Regions from separate parts of the Mustela erminea genome. Here region 2 is linked to region 1. Evidence: chromatin contacts called from public Hi-C data. All regions are on one chromosome and are shown on one strand. Each heading gives the region's core, a stretch centred on a gene start, on an enhancer-like site or on the middle of the called end of the contact. The rest is flanking DNA. Distances are from core to core; before and after follow the strand shown. Region 1 holds the start of NEK2 (serine/threonine-protein kinase Nek2). Region 2 holds the start of INTS7 (integrator complex subunit 7).

Evidence for each region. A called contact is a pair of places that touch in the nucleus more often than the background predicts.
Region 2: a contact with region 1 is called in a Hi-C map of fibroblasts, with 6 times the contacts expected there. The contact joins the promoter of INTS7 here to the promoter of NEK2 in region 1. A contact is called at or near these places in 2 of 3 Hi-C or Micro-C datasets (fibroblasts and spleen).

Annotation. Positions count from the first base shown.
Region 1 is chr17:12,390,744-12,396,875 of mMusErm1.Pri, forward strand. It overlaps NEK2 (serine/threonine-protein kinase Nek2), which reads right to left and starts at 1,477. Exons shown (of 8, transcript XM_032318626.1): 1 at 1-1,477.
Region 2 is chr17:12,674,230-12,680,404 of mMusErm1.Pri, forward strand. INTS7 (integrator complex subunit 7) reads right to left here and starts at 4,355. Exons shown (of 20, transcript XM_032319138.1): 1 at 4,059-4,355. The coding sequence starts at 4,152. DTL (denticleless protein homolog) reads left to right here and starts at 4,391. Exons shown (of 16, transcript XM_032319141.1): 1 at 4,391-4,659. The coding sequence starts at 4,608.

The sequences.
Region 1 (6,132 bases), core at 227-2,726:
GATTATTTGTTTTAGGTCCAACAGCCAGGAAGAGAAGAAATCGATTTGAAAACAGTAGATGCTCATAGAAATGATTTAAAGCTTACGCACGACTTTAGGGTGTAGTCATCATAGAGAGACTGTATTTTTGAACACTAAATTTAGAGTCCTGTTTCACATGCACAGGATGTATGCAAAACCTCAGTGTAGAATATGGAAGTCCTTGATATTTTGGAATATGTGGGAAAATATGGTGGCTCTAGGACAGAAACAGGTTTACCTTTAAGACTCCTACAAAAAATTTTTATTAGAAAAGACTACTACATAGGTTATTTGGGGTGCCAAACACATAATTAATTGACAATATGTCATAAGCTATAGCTTCTTCCCGGTGCCTCGCTCACCTAGGCAGATCAAAGAGTCCTGTTTTTACCTGGATGGGGGGCCAGGCCTCGAAGGAGAAATAGTCCATTACCAGAAGACTAATAATTTGACAGTGCATAAGTAGGTCAATTTTCTTTAAATATCTGTTCAACATGGAGTTGAAAGGAACTTGATTTTCTATTAATAAGAATTACAAACCAGTTTCTGTTTAAAATAAAGAATTTCTTACATGCACTGAATACAGCATAATTGGAATTGCCAGCCAGAAGCATTATTAAAATAACATTCAAGGACACTGTCTTACCTCAAGGGAATAGGACCAATTTAGGTTTCAAAAGTTATGTAAAGAGCCACAAGTGTCTGAGCTAATTGAAACTGTATTTTTTATTTTAGTACTTCTTAAAGATTGACGTGCATGGGGCTCTTTGACTGGTCTGCCCCAAATCCAGCCCTGCACCTTCTCTCTGGCCACTCTTCTGCTCTCAGGCTTTGCTCCAGTTCTCCAAACCTGGCACACTTTCTCAGCTCCTACTACCACCATCACCTTTGTACCTGTTTTTCCGCTTGCCTGGAATACTGTCCACCCAACTCCCTTAACCACTCATTCACCCCCCAAGTCTGTCTAGAGGATACAACTTGTCTTTTGATACTCAATACCAACTTACTTTCCTATACCCTAGGAAACCCTTCTAGCTTGCTAAAACAAGCTATTTTTTTCCATTTACAGTGTTCACAGACCCCCTTGTACATAAATCAATATTTCCCTTGTTATTTATTATTATTTGTTTACATGGGTCTGGCAGTAGCTTAGCTCCAAGCTCCTGGCAGCCATTATAAGTTCTGTAAAAGGGGGCATGCAATTAATTTTTGTTAAATGAAAGTATGAGAGAGTAGTTTATTAATAATCATGCAAGGATCTGGAGTGAGCCCTGAAGTACACATGTTTCAAATGTCCCAGCCCCGTGGCAGAAAATATCAGGGGATGGCCATCCCAGGAGTATGGAGAGTGGCATCTAGACACATACGTTCATTCAACAAATATTTATTGAGCACTTACTATGTGCCAGGTGTGATGATAGGCGTTGATACGCTAGGTGTTCATTAGAGAAGAGACAAGAGAGCCTTGATCACAATGATGAAGAAAAAAGTAACATAGACATGGCAGGACAAACCCTGACAACCAGCCAAAGTTAGTCCATACCATTGGGGGACAGTAAGGGGCAAGACAGCCCAGCAGAGTCCACTGGATACTCTGCTGGACAGAGCTCCTCTGGACACTAGAACAGAGACACTGGAAGCCAAGGAGCATATGCAGGCCAATCACGAACACTGTACAGGAAACACCCCTTCCCCCATCACTTCCTCTCTCCTTCCTCCATTGTCCACCAATTTTTTAATACTCGGATTGCACCCGGTTTCTTCCCCGAAAATTTCCCTACTCCCTTCAACCCACGGTGTTCTCCTAAAAGAGGAATTAACTGTGCTTTTTACTCATTCAGAATATGCCGTTTACTAGTCTTTATCCCTAGCTTCTTGTGTAGCTCTATCTTCTCTGACCTATTACAACAAAAACTCTCAATCTTCAACAAACATAAACTGAGACCCTGCCAGGTGCCGAAGATACCCCAGGGAGTAGGACTCACATGCAGTCCTGACGGTGGAGAAGAGAGATGTACTGATGTGCCTCATGCACAGAGAAACTCAACCATTACAAATTGTGGTCAGAATTAAGAAAATAGAGAACCGAGACAGAAACCAAGATAACACTGAACAGAGAACTAAGAGCTGAGCAGTTCCATGAGAACGGGGCCAAGGCGTGAACTTCTCGCTCACACCCAGGGCCAAATTCACTGTCCTCACGGTCTTCTTACTCACGTGACCAGTTTTAACAGAAATGTGGTGAAATCCCAAATAAAGAGATTATCTGCATTATGAGGGTTCTCAGAGACACAAGCTAATTTTGGAGAGAAGCTAGTGGGAAGACTAGTGAGTATCTCTAACTTAACATGTTCAAGATCAAGTTCCTGGTCTTTGCCCCAGATGTGTTCAACTCACTGTTTTCTTTGTCTTGAGTAACTAATGCATGGGATTTTTGTTGCTGTCTATTTTGTTCACTGCAGTATCTCCAGCTCTTAAAACGTGCCTGGAACAGAAATGGGCACTCCACTGGCTTCTGTACATTGAATGAATGAATGAGTGAGTGAGTCAATGAATGAAGGGAGGGAGGGAGAAACAAGTGAAGGGACAAACAAAAGAACAAAGCCATACCTCAGGGCCCTCAGCGTCCCTTATAATGTTACGTGAAAGACCCACTAGAGGGCTGTAAATCACCATGTAGTAAAGGAGGAAGCATCCCTCACGCACACCAGCCCTGTCCTGCCGGGAAACTGAGATTTGCATACTGAACATTTCAAACCTCAGACAAATGCTTTGTGTGTTTTCTTTCCACAATTCCCAGGAGCAAGCCGAAGTCAGGGATTACGGAAATTCTTTCAAGTGCTTAATAAAGATTTCTAGAAGAAAAAAAAAAGAGAGAGAGAGATTCTTTGTTTATAAAAATCAGAAGATAAAATATGTTTCCGAAAAAATGTTCATGACATCGTATGTGCTGAGGGGATAACTACATTCTAGAAAAAAAGGAGATGTTACCAAGACTGGCCCTAATGGTGACACACTGTTTCATATAAACAGAAAGGCAAGGCTCAGGCTAAGAGTCAGCTTTGGACATGATGCCAGGCAGCAGAGGGAAGAGTATGATGAGAAACAGTTCATCTTTGAAAACCAAATAGTGTCGAGTTCTGAGCTCTACCACATGTTCAAGACGGAGACTGGACCCAAGGCTGACTTGTGTTCAGTATAAAGATAAACTTTCCGACAAAGTGAGCCATTCACAAATTTTACATGATTTTTCATGATACTTGTGAAATAAGGTATCTGTTATCTCTGAGAATATTGAGAATATAAATTGGTAAAGAAGAAGTGTTAAAACTAATCTCAGATGCTGAAGCCATGATGTGTTTCTAAGGGAGCAGCCGCTGGGGAACCCTCCCGGCTCTCCCTTCAGGGGGCAGCAGAGTGAAAGTGTAGAAGGGGGTAGTTGCTGTCTAGGAGCCCCTGTCTGTTTTCCTAAAGCTGTGTCACCTAGGGAATCGGCTCCGCCTCTCTAAAATGAGAGTGTGAAATCAGATGACCTTAATTGACCCTTCAGGCTTGACACGTTGTGATTCTATCTCACATTCCAGAACATTCACTGGAACTGCTGTTAGAGCCAGAACACTGGGCTGTTGAGCTCTTGGTTTGACCCAGGTGACAGTTTTTATTAAGAAGCTGTGTCTGCATTGGATTTGTTGGTATCCCCTCTCCTCATTCTCTACCTTTCCAGCAACATTGACTGAACGACAGACACAGTGAGATGTGCCCCTGGACAGGTGAGACAGGTGTAAACTAGCTCTCCCTACTCAGGGTGATCATCACTCTGGAAGAGCTTTCCCTAAATGTTCAGGGAACACAGGAGGAGGAGCCCAGAGCTGATGAGGATGGCAGGGAGTGCCGGTCAGGGCAAATGTTTCCCAGAGAGGTGGCATCTGAATGACCTCTAAGGGACGAGTGGGAATTAGGAGGCAAGGGACGGGCTGCAGGTTGGTGAAGCAAAGCGTGTGTGTGGTTACCTTGTGAAACAGGTGGTCAGACAGGTGAGCAGGACGACCGAGGGGTGGAGGCAACCTTCTGACAGCGTCCCCGTGGAGGCTTTGAGCAGATGCCCATTACCAGACTGTGCTCTCGAAAGGTCACTTTGGTAATGGTGCGGAGCATGACCGAGGGGACGGGAATGCAGGTGGGAGCTTACAGTAGTCAAACGCAGGGGATAATGACACCAGTGGAACCGAGGGAGTGGCTAGGGGAATGGAGAAGATGGGGGCAGGCAGCGAGACCGGGGTAGGAGGCAGATCGACTGTATGCATGTAGGGGAGGATCGGGGACAACTCCTGGCTTGAGTGACAGATGGATGGCGTCGTCCTCGCTGCAGGATGAAATGCAGGGGGAGGAGCACGTTAAGGTGGGGGACACTGAGTCATGTTCAGCCCAAGGGCCTCTGGGGGAGCTGGCCAGTGGGCAGTCAGAAGTGACATTTCAGCAATGGGGCCTAGGCTGGAGACAGAGCTGGAAGTAGGTGGTGACAGAAGCCAAGTGTGGGGGTGAAAATGCCCCGAGAGGGGCAGAGTGGTAAGGGAGATGGGAAGGGAGCCTGGAGGGTGTACTGGACACGAGGACGTGGAAGAGCCAGGGAAGGACCCCAAGGAAAGTGACCAAAGAGGTAGGAAGCAATAGGGAAATAACCTGTAACTCAGCTTCCAGCCCAGGAGATGGCTTGAAAAATGTGGGCATAGTCCACGGTGCTAGATATTGTTGAAAGAGCAAATAAAGTTAGGGCAGAAATGAAAACACTGGATCTGGTCATTTGGAGAGCCTAAGGGAACCACCTAGGAGCATTTTCTTTTTTCTTTTTATTGGGGGGGGGTGGTAGAGGGGCAGAAGGAGAGGAAGAGAGAGAATCTTAAGCTCGACTCCCAGCGGACAGCCTGACATGAGGCTCGATCCCATGATCCTGAGATCATGACCAGAGCCAAAAACAAGGGTCAGGCGCTCAACCCATTGAGCCACCCAGGTGCCCCACCCAGGAGCATTTTCAAGCGGAGCGGTGTAGTGGCCGGCAGGACCAGATGGTGAGGGCAGATAGAGTGTGTGCGCGCGAGTGTGTGTGCTTGTGTGTGTCCTGCGGAGTCCTGCCTTTCTGCCCTGCCCTGTCCCCAGAACAACTGTCCTACCCTCCTTCCTTGCCCCCCTCCCCTGACATAAGCCTGCAGCTGGCTGCAAGTCACACACTCACGACAGGTCCCCTCACAGAGCTCACAGTCCTTCACAGCATAGGCTTCCCCGCCGGCTGTGGGGGAGCTCTCGCTGTAAAGGCTCAGACCACCACAGGCAGCTCGCAGCCCCCCAGAGGCCTCGAGAGGGGCGGCGTGGGCCTGCCTCTGCTCCGTGAGGCGGGTTCACAGGAAGTCAGAGGAGGAGCTCCTATTTTGACTTTCAGGGGAAAGAACTGCAAGTCTAGGCACCAGCCGGGGTCTGCTCCATGGTCAAGGCACAAAATGAGCTCCCAGCGCCTTCCCGCAGCAACCAGCTTGAGTCCGGATTCCATCCAGAAGAAGAGCCTCCACGCCCCTTTTTGCTGTTTTTCATTCTTTGACCAAGGCCTGCGGGCGAGTAGCCACAGTGCTGCAGCAGCGTTTGGTCAGCCGCACAACCCCAGGCAGGTGCAGAAAGGAGAGGCTGCGGCGACGGGCCTCGCACGGTGACTGGTCGTGACCAGTCACGGAGCTCAGGCCAGGCCCTGGGCCAGCACCGGTCCCATCTCACAACTGCTGCTCACGGGGAACTCACAGACAAGGAGCTGGAGGCACAGAGACATGAACTGGCTGACTCAGGGTGGTGAGAAGCAGATGCAAACCCGAACCCCAGATGCGAACCTGAACCCGTCCAGCAAGTGAGCAGGATCCTGACAGCTGGTTTGTGGGGTTGACCTGGTTTTGTCCAGGATGGAGGGGATTAAAAAAAAAAAAAAATCAACAGCAACAATCCAATGTCTAGGGTAGTTTCTGTTTAACAGTTATGCCCTGAGGCGGAGAAAGGGGGAGCAGTAGAGGGAGAAGCAGACCCCCGCACTGAGCAGGGAGACTGACCCCGGGGCTCAATTCCAGGACCTTGGGA
Region 2 (6,175 bases), core at 3,105-5,604, 290 kb after region 1:
CATTGAACACCCCATCACACTTTTCCTGCAGCAGTAAGTTCCCCGACATCTCAAGTACAACTCCATCTTCTGTATTTCCTCCCTTCCCATAGCCCAGGGGCAAGAAAGGGAACCACTCCCTTCCCGGTCTCACTCTTTCACCTCACCCTTTCAGGCAACCTCACAGAAATGAGAGAGGCTGAGTGACGTCATTTAAGGGAGACTCCTTTTCACTCACGGTGAAGGAGATCTTGCATAGGTTTCCCTAAATCATCAGGACATCTTCAGTCAGTTTAGACTATGCAGAACTTAAACACTAGTGAAAAAGTTACAGTGATTAATTTATGTCAGATATGTCCTTTACAATGCCTACATTAAGGATTATCCATATTATTAAATGTGTCAGATAAATAGAAGTCATACCTGATTGTAACACTTAACTCTATATGCTTAGTCTTCACAGAAACTCAGTCAGCATGACTATCTGCTTAAAACTCTAAAAAGGGGATAGAAAGACCTCTATGTAGCAGCTAGAGTGATCTATAAAAATGTAAACCAATCCAAATCAATCCTCTGCTTAAAGACTTTGTGTCTTCTCGATGCACTTGGCATAAAATCCAAACTTCTTGTCCTGACCAACAAAGCCATATTTCATCTAGCCCTGCTTTCTTCTTAAAGCTGTTTTGTTCACTAATAAAGCCCCAACTCTGAGTACGGTGACTAACACAATGTAGGTGATCCGCAAATATCTGCTGGATGAATGAATGGCTATCACGTGATTATTTTCCTGTGTTGTTAACTACAGCCTGAAGGAATGGACTTGACTCAGCTTCAAAACAGCATCCATTTATTCCTAGACAGATCAGAAACAAATAGCTTACTGGCATGCTTATTCAAAGGCTCAGAACAAAGCGCAACAGGTTATAAATGACATTTCCCAAGTGTGTATCTTAGGACACTGCATTTACAATGCAGTTCAAGTGGCACATCTGTACACATCTGTTACTGCCTACTCAACACCTCCATTTGGATGACTAAGGGATATCTCAAATTTAGCAGTCCCAAACCGATTTCACTTTCATTCACTCAGTAAATGGCAATATATACTTTTGGATCAGACCAAAACCTCTAAATTTTTCCTGACCGCTAATTCTCACATTCTCAGCATATTCATTAGCAAATCTTATTGGCTTTACCTTTAAAATATATCCGGAACTTCAGCATTTCACACACCTTCACTAAAACCAGCTTGGCCCAAGCCACTATTTTCCTCCCCGGACTGTTACAACTGCATCCTTACTAGTTTCCCTACTTTCATCTCTGGCCCTCCGTGTCAATGTAGCCTCAACACAACAGCCAAATTGATCTTCTCAATGTTAAGTCAGCTATGCCATAGCACTGCTGAAAATCCTCCACAGTGTCCCATTTCACTCAGAACTAAGACCAGACTTTCAATGACTTGTACTGCCCTACATGAACTGGCTTCTGGTTATCTTTTTATCTTCAATGTCTATCATTCTACTCCGGCACGCAGAACAGGCTCCAACCTCAGGACCTTTGCACTTGCTGTTCCTCTATTTGACCAGTGAGACCTTTCCTGACTATCCTATATAAGATAACAAACCAACCCCAATCCCACACCCAGTTTTTTCTAGCCCCTTTCATTAGTTTCATTTTTCTCTACAGAATGTTATCACTACTTGTCAAAATATATGCATACTATATTTGCTTGCTGCCTGTTTTCTCTGTCCAAAAGGTAAGTTCTATAGAGGCAAGAGCTTTTTTTTGTTTTGTTGCTGTTTCTCTAGTACAAACCCTAAGTAAGTCAGATGTATGGATGTAAGTGTCTGTATGTGTAGGAGGGAGGGTGGAAAGAACAGGAAGAGAGGCTACGGGAGTAAGAAACTCCTATTAAAATACTTCAGAAACAGTATTCCTTGGAATGCACTTTGGGAAACTCCCATCTAGATGTTCTAGAATTTAAAAGAAAGTTAGAACTTGTAGCCTTCTGACCCTACGAACTTCCACTCATAAAACAAAAATATTTTAACAGATAAAGCATGAAATGACTCAATAGTTAAAATACTGAACTATATTCTAATGAAACTGGCTATTTCTGAAATCTAATTTCTTTTTTTTTTTTTTAAGATTTTATTTATTTATTTGACAGAGATCACAAGTAGGCAGAGAGGCAGGCAGAGAGAGAGAGGGAAGGAGCTGCCCGCTGAGCAGAGAGCCCGATGCAGGGCTTGATCCTGGACCGAGATCATGACCTGAGCTGAAGGCAGAGGCTTAACCCACTGAGCCACCCAGGCGCCCCTGAAATCTAATTTCTTAACAGCTTTAAAAGGTATAGAGCATGATGAGGTGAAAAAGAACAAAAATTTTGTTCTTATATTATTCAAATATTCTTTCTGAGCCTGAGAATTACCTGGGAAATACTCACCTGGGAGAACTGAAAGTGACCACTTAACACCTATGACTGACAGCTGGTTTCTACTTAAACACTCAGTGGCCATCCATTTATTTCTTACAGTTCTGAAATGTTTCTATTTCAACTTCTAAGAAGCAAAAATTGTGGGGTTTTTTTCCTTAACACAATGGCAAATTTTTAGGAATTAAACAATTCTAGATTTTCTGACATCTCAGAGTCTGATCCTGACCTTTGCTCTCCAACCCATCTCACCATCATTATGATGTAACCCCACATGGCCCAGAGTGGTAGAAAATGTCTTTCGATTTGGTGGGGTTATTAGATATGTGGACCTGCAACTCTCAGTTATTAGACATGTGGACCTGCAACTCTCTCTGGGGAAAAAGGAAGAAATTTCCAGACTGGAAAGGAAAAGGTTATGCAGTGTTTAAAAAACACATTTAATATTATAATTTTATATTTCATAGGGGAAAAGCCCTACAGCTTTGGTAAGAGAAAGTAAAAAGTTGAACATTATTTTCTTGACTGAAGGGAATGCACTAAGTGACTCAACCAAAGGAATATCTCATCGGAGTGTTGTGACATTTATATGTTAATCAAAAGGAGTTAAAAGCTTTTTAAAAAGTCTGAGAAACTCTTACCTAGACCTACCCACTAGAAATGTTTACAGATTAGAAAACAAGAAAATGAAATCCCAAAAAAGTTAGCTGGGAACCCGGCTCAAAGTGGACTTAAAGACAGATCCTTCTAATCTGTAGTCCCAATTCTCAATGTATTATATATTGGTTCTAGTTAATGAAGAATTAACTATACCACGTGGCAAATGTTTCCCCCATTCAATAAAAATCACTGAAACCTGTCAAATATTCGCATCTGCCTTCCATAGCCTTATCTAAGAAGGCATATCTGTTTTAGCATTTAATAATGGATTCTTTTGCATACAATTATATCGCTTAATATTACAACAGTCCTGCAAGCTCAATGGTACTGGATCTACTTTGCAGACAAAAAAGACAAGGTTGGGTGAAGTTGGGTGACCTGCCCATGATCATAAAATCGGTGGCACTAGAATTCGACTCAGTCTAAGTCCCAGCTCCTTTCACTACACCAAGCAGCCCTACACCTCCCACCCCTCCTCCCAAAGGAAAACAGAACTCGTGGAATTTATACGAAAGAGGAGCTATGCTTTTCGGATTTTCTTGGTCGTATTTAATGTCTAGTAACCCGTAGGTAAGTTACAGAAATAAAATACATCGTTATAAAGTGGGTGCAAGATTATTATTCAGCACTCTTGATGAAGACCTTGTTTCAACTGAACCTACTGACAAATAATTTCACAATTTGAATGTAGCATTTTTACAAACTGCTTGGAAAATCGGGGGACTGTGCCCTCAAGCGGTCAAACACGGCCCGTCACTGGAGCTCTCTACTTATTCAGCTGGTGCAAAGCCAAAATAGCAACGCTGCAATTTTCCTGCAATCTCCCAAACCTGCAAGTGCTCTGGACTCTCGGAAAGCATAGGTGCCCGCCCTCGCCCCCGCCCCGGGAAGCTAGGCGCATGCGCCTGACTGACGGCTGCCACCGCCTGGTGGCGCCATTGCCCCCCACGCCCGTTTCACCCGCTCAGCCCGCTCTTTCGAATACCTTTGTCTAATTCCATAAGGGCAGAGTTAGCATCCAGCTCCTGTTCGCCATAGCCGGCATCTGCCAGGAAAGATTTAGTTGCGTTTGACGCCATGACCCGAATAGTCACTCGACTAGCCTATTTAAAAAGATTGCAAACTCTGCCCCAGCACCGCCATCTTCTTCCACCACCTTCTCGCGGATTTTTCCTCCGCGCTCTGTCAAGCCCTGTTACGCATGCGTCCTGGTCACCCCGCCGTTCGCCAGCGCCTCTGCGGCCCCCCGCGCAGGCGCTCAGGGAGCTCCTGAACCCTGGGTTCCCGCGGCTCGGAGAAAAGGAGGCGGGGATTGGAAGGGGGAAGTGACTCGGAGGCGCCCGGACGCCGCCGCGGGAGCCAATCAGACGGCGTGACGTCAGTTTGGCGGGGAGTTTGGTGGCCGGGGCTTACTGTGGCGGGAGTTGGAGGCAATAACTAGTCGTGTTCTGAGGGGCGCAAGATACGATTTTTGCTGAAGCTGGGGGGCATTTTCACGGCTTTTCTGTCAGTTGAACCTTTTCCTCTGGCCCAGATGCTCTTCAATTCGGTGCTCCGCCAGCCCCAGTTCGGCGTCCCGAGAAATGGTGAGTAACGGCCCTAACCGCTTCTTCTCGCTGGCGGGCTTCGCCTGCCCCGAACAACGCGGCGGACCAAGGCCGACTCCAACTCTGTTTCCCAGCCCCCGACTTCTCCCATGGCCGGAGTGAGTTCGTGTTAGCGAGGACTGCTGAAACAAGCTGCGCTTTCTTGCCCTTGGGACACTTTTAATCGTAATCGGGATTTTTAAAATCGTAATGTGGGCTGACGGAGGGAAGAGAGTCGAATCGACCGGCCTTCTTTACGGCTTCAGTGTTGCACAGTAACTGGAAAATGCGTGCATTTGTGTGTGTGCGCGCGGCTCCACAGCTTTGTGAGATCGTCAGGACTCGTGTTCGCTGACTGATTTGTCGATTCATTGATTAGTTTGTTGTAGAACTTTAGTGAGCCCTACTATTCGCTTAGATATACTTGGGAGTGTGATCCGCTATTAAGGAACTCATTCCAGCCGAGAAGACAACATCTGCTTCCAGCATGGTCCGAAAAATGTTCCCCCTGATTACTGCATGTGCGTAAAAATACGGAATTACAGGGTGAAAAATGCCCATAACCGCAGCCCCCAGAGATAACCACTCGTGATCGATTAAAGTAGATTACTCTCAGGGCCAAGGTACTATGTATTGTTATTTACAGAAATGGGATCAAAACGTTAGGTTTGTTTTGTTTTTCACTGTAACGGTATGATTTGGGGGATATTTCCATAGTATGTGGAAATCCGACTTCCTCGCTACAGTTCTTGAGGTTAAAACATCCTTAAGGTAAAACGACGGGCCGTGGGAGCTTTGAGTTTAGGTTTGGGTGTCATCGACCTGAAACCTGGTACGTTTCTGAGGTGGGAGTTACTACGCAGACTGAGTCTGGATACAAATGAAACCTCGTTCATTTAAAAACGGACTAGGTCTTCTTTTTCTTTGAAACCCTGTGGAAAACAAAAAAGAATCTGAGAAGGGAACTTTTTATGTTAAGGCAAAGGTCTGGGAAGAGGATATGGAGAAGTGGACTGAGGAGTAGTCCCACAACTTCCTGCCTCCAACTGGAGCTTTATATCCGTTCTCCCCTACTTCCCCCCGGATAATCTTTCTGATTATACTCTAAATGCCCCTCTCTGACTCTGCTGGAAACTTGCTTGGGTGACTTCTGTGCTCTGTCATGACTGGCAGTAGTGCCCAGTGATTGAGATCTGTCTTGGAATTAAACTGCCAGAGGTTTAATTCCAGCTTCATTCCTTACGGCCTGCAAGACCAGGGGCCTGCAAGACCAGGGGCCTGCAAGACCAGGGGCAAGCTGTTTATACTTAGCCTCTATTGTGTAACAGATATTCTCCTAATTCTCCAATCTTTCTGTCTACTTCCCCCTTCTCTCTCATTTACAAATACTCATTTATTGTTATGTGTCAGACACTGAAATTCATTCCGTGGTGTAGATTATGCAGTGAACCTTAGAGGACCATCTTCTTTCTCCTTCCATGTTGGTGTTCCTCTCTAGGCCCCTTTTCTCCTTCTC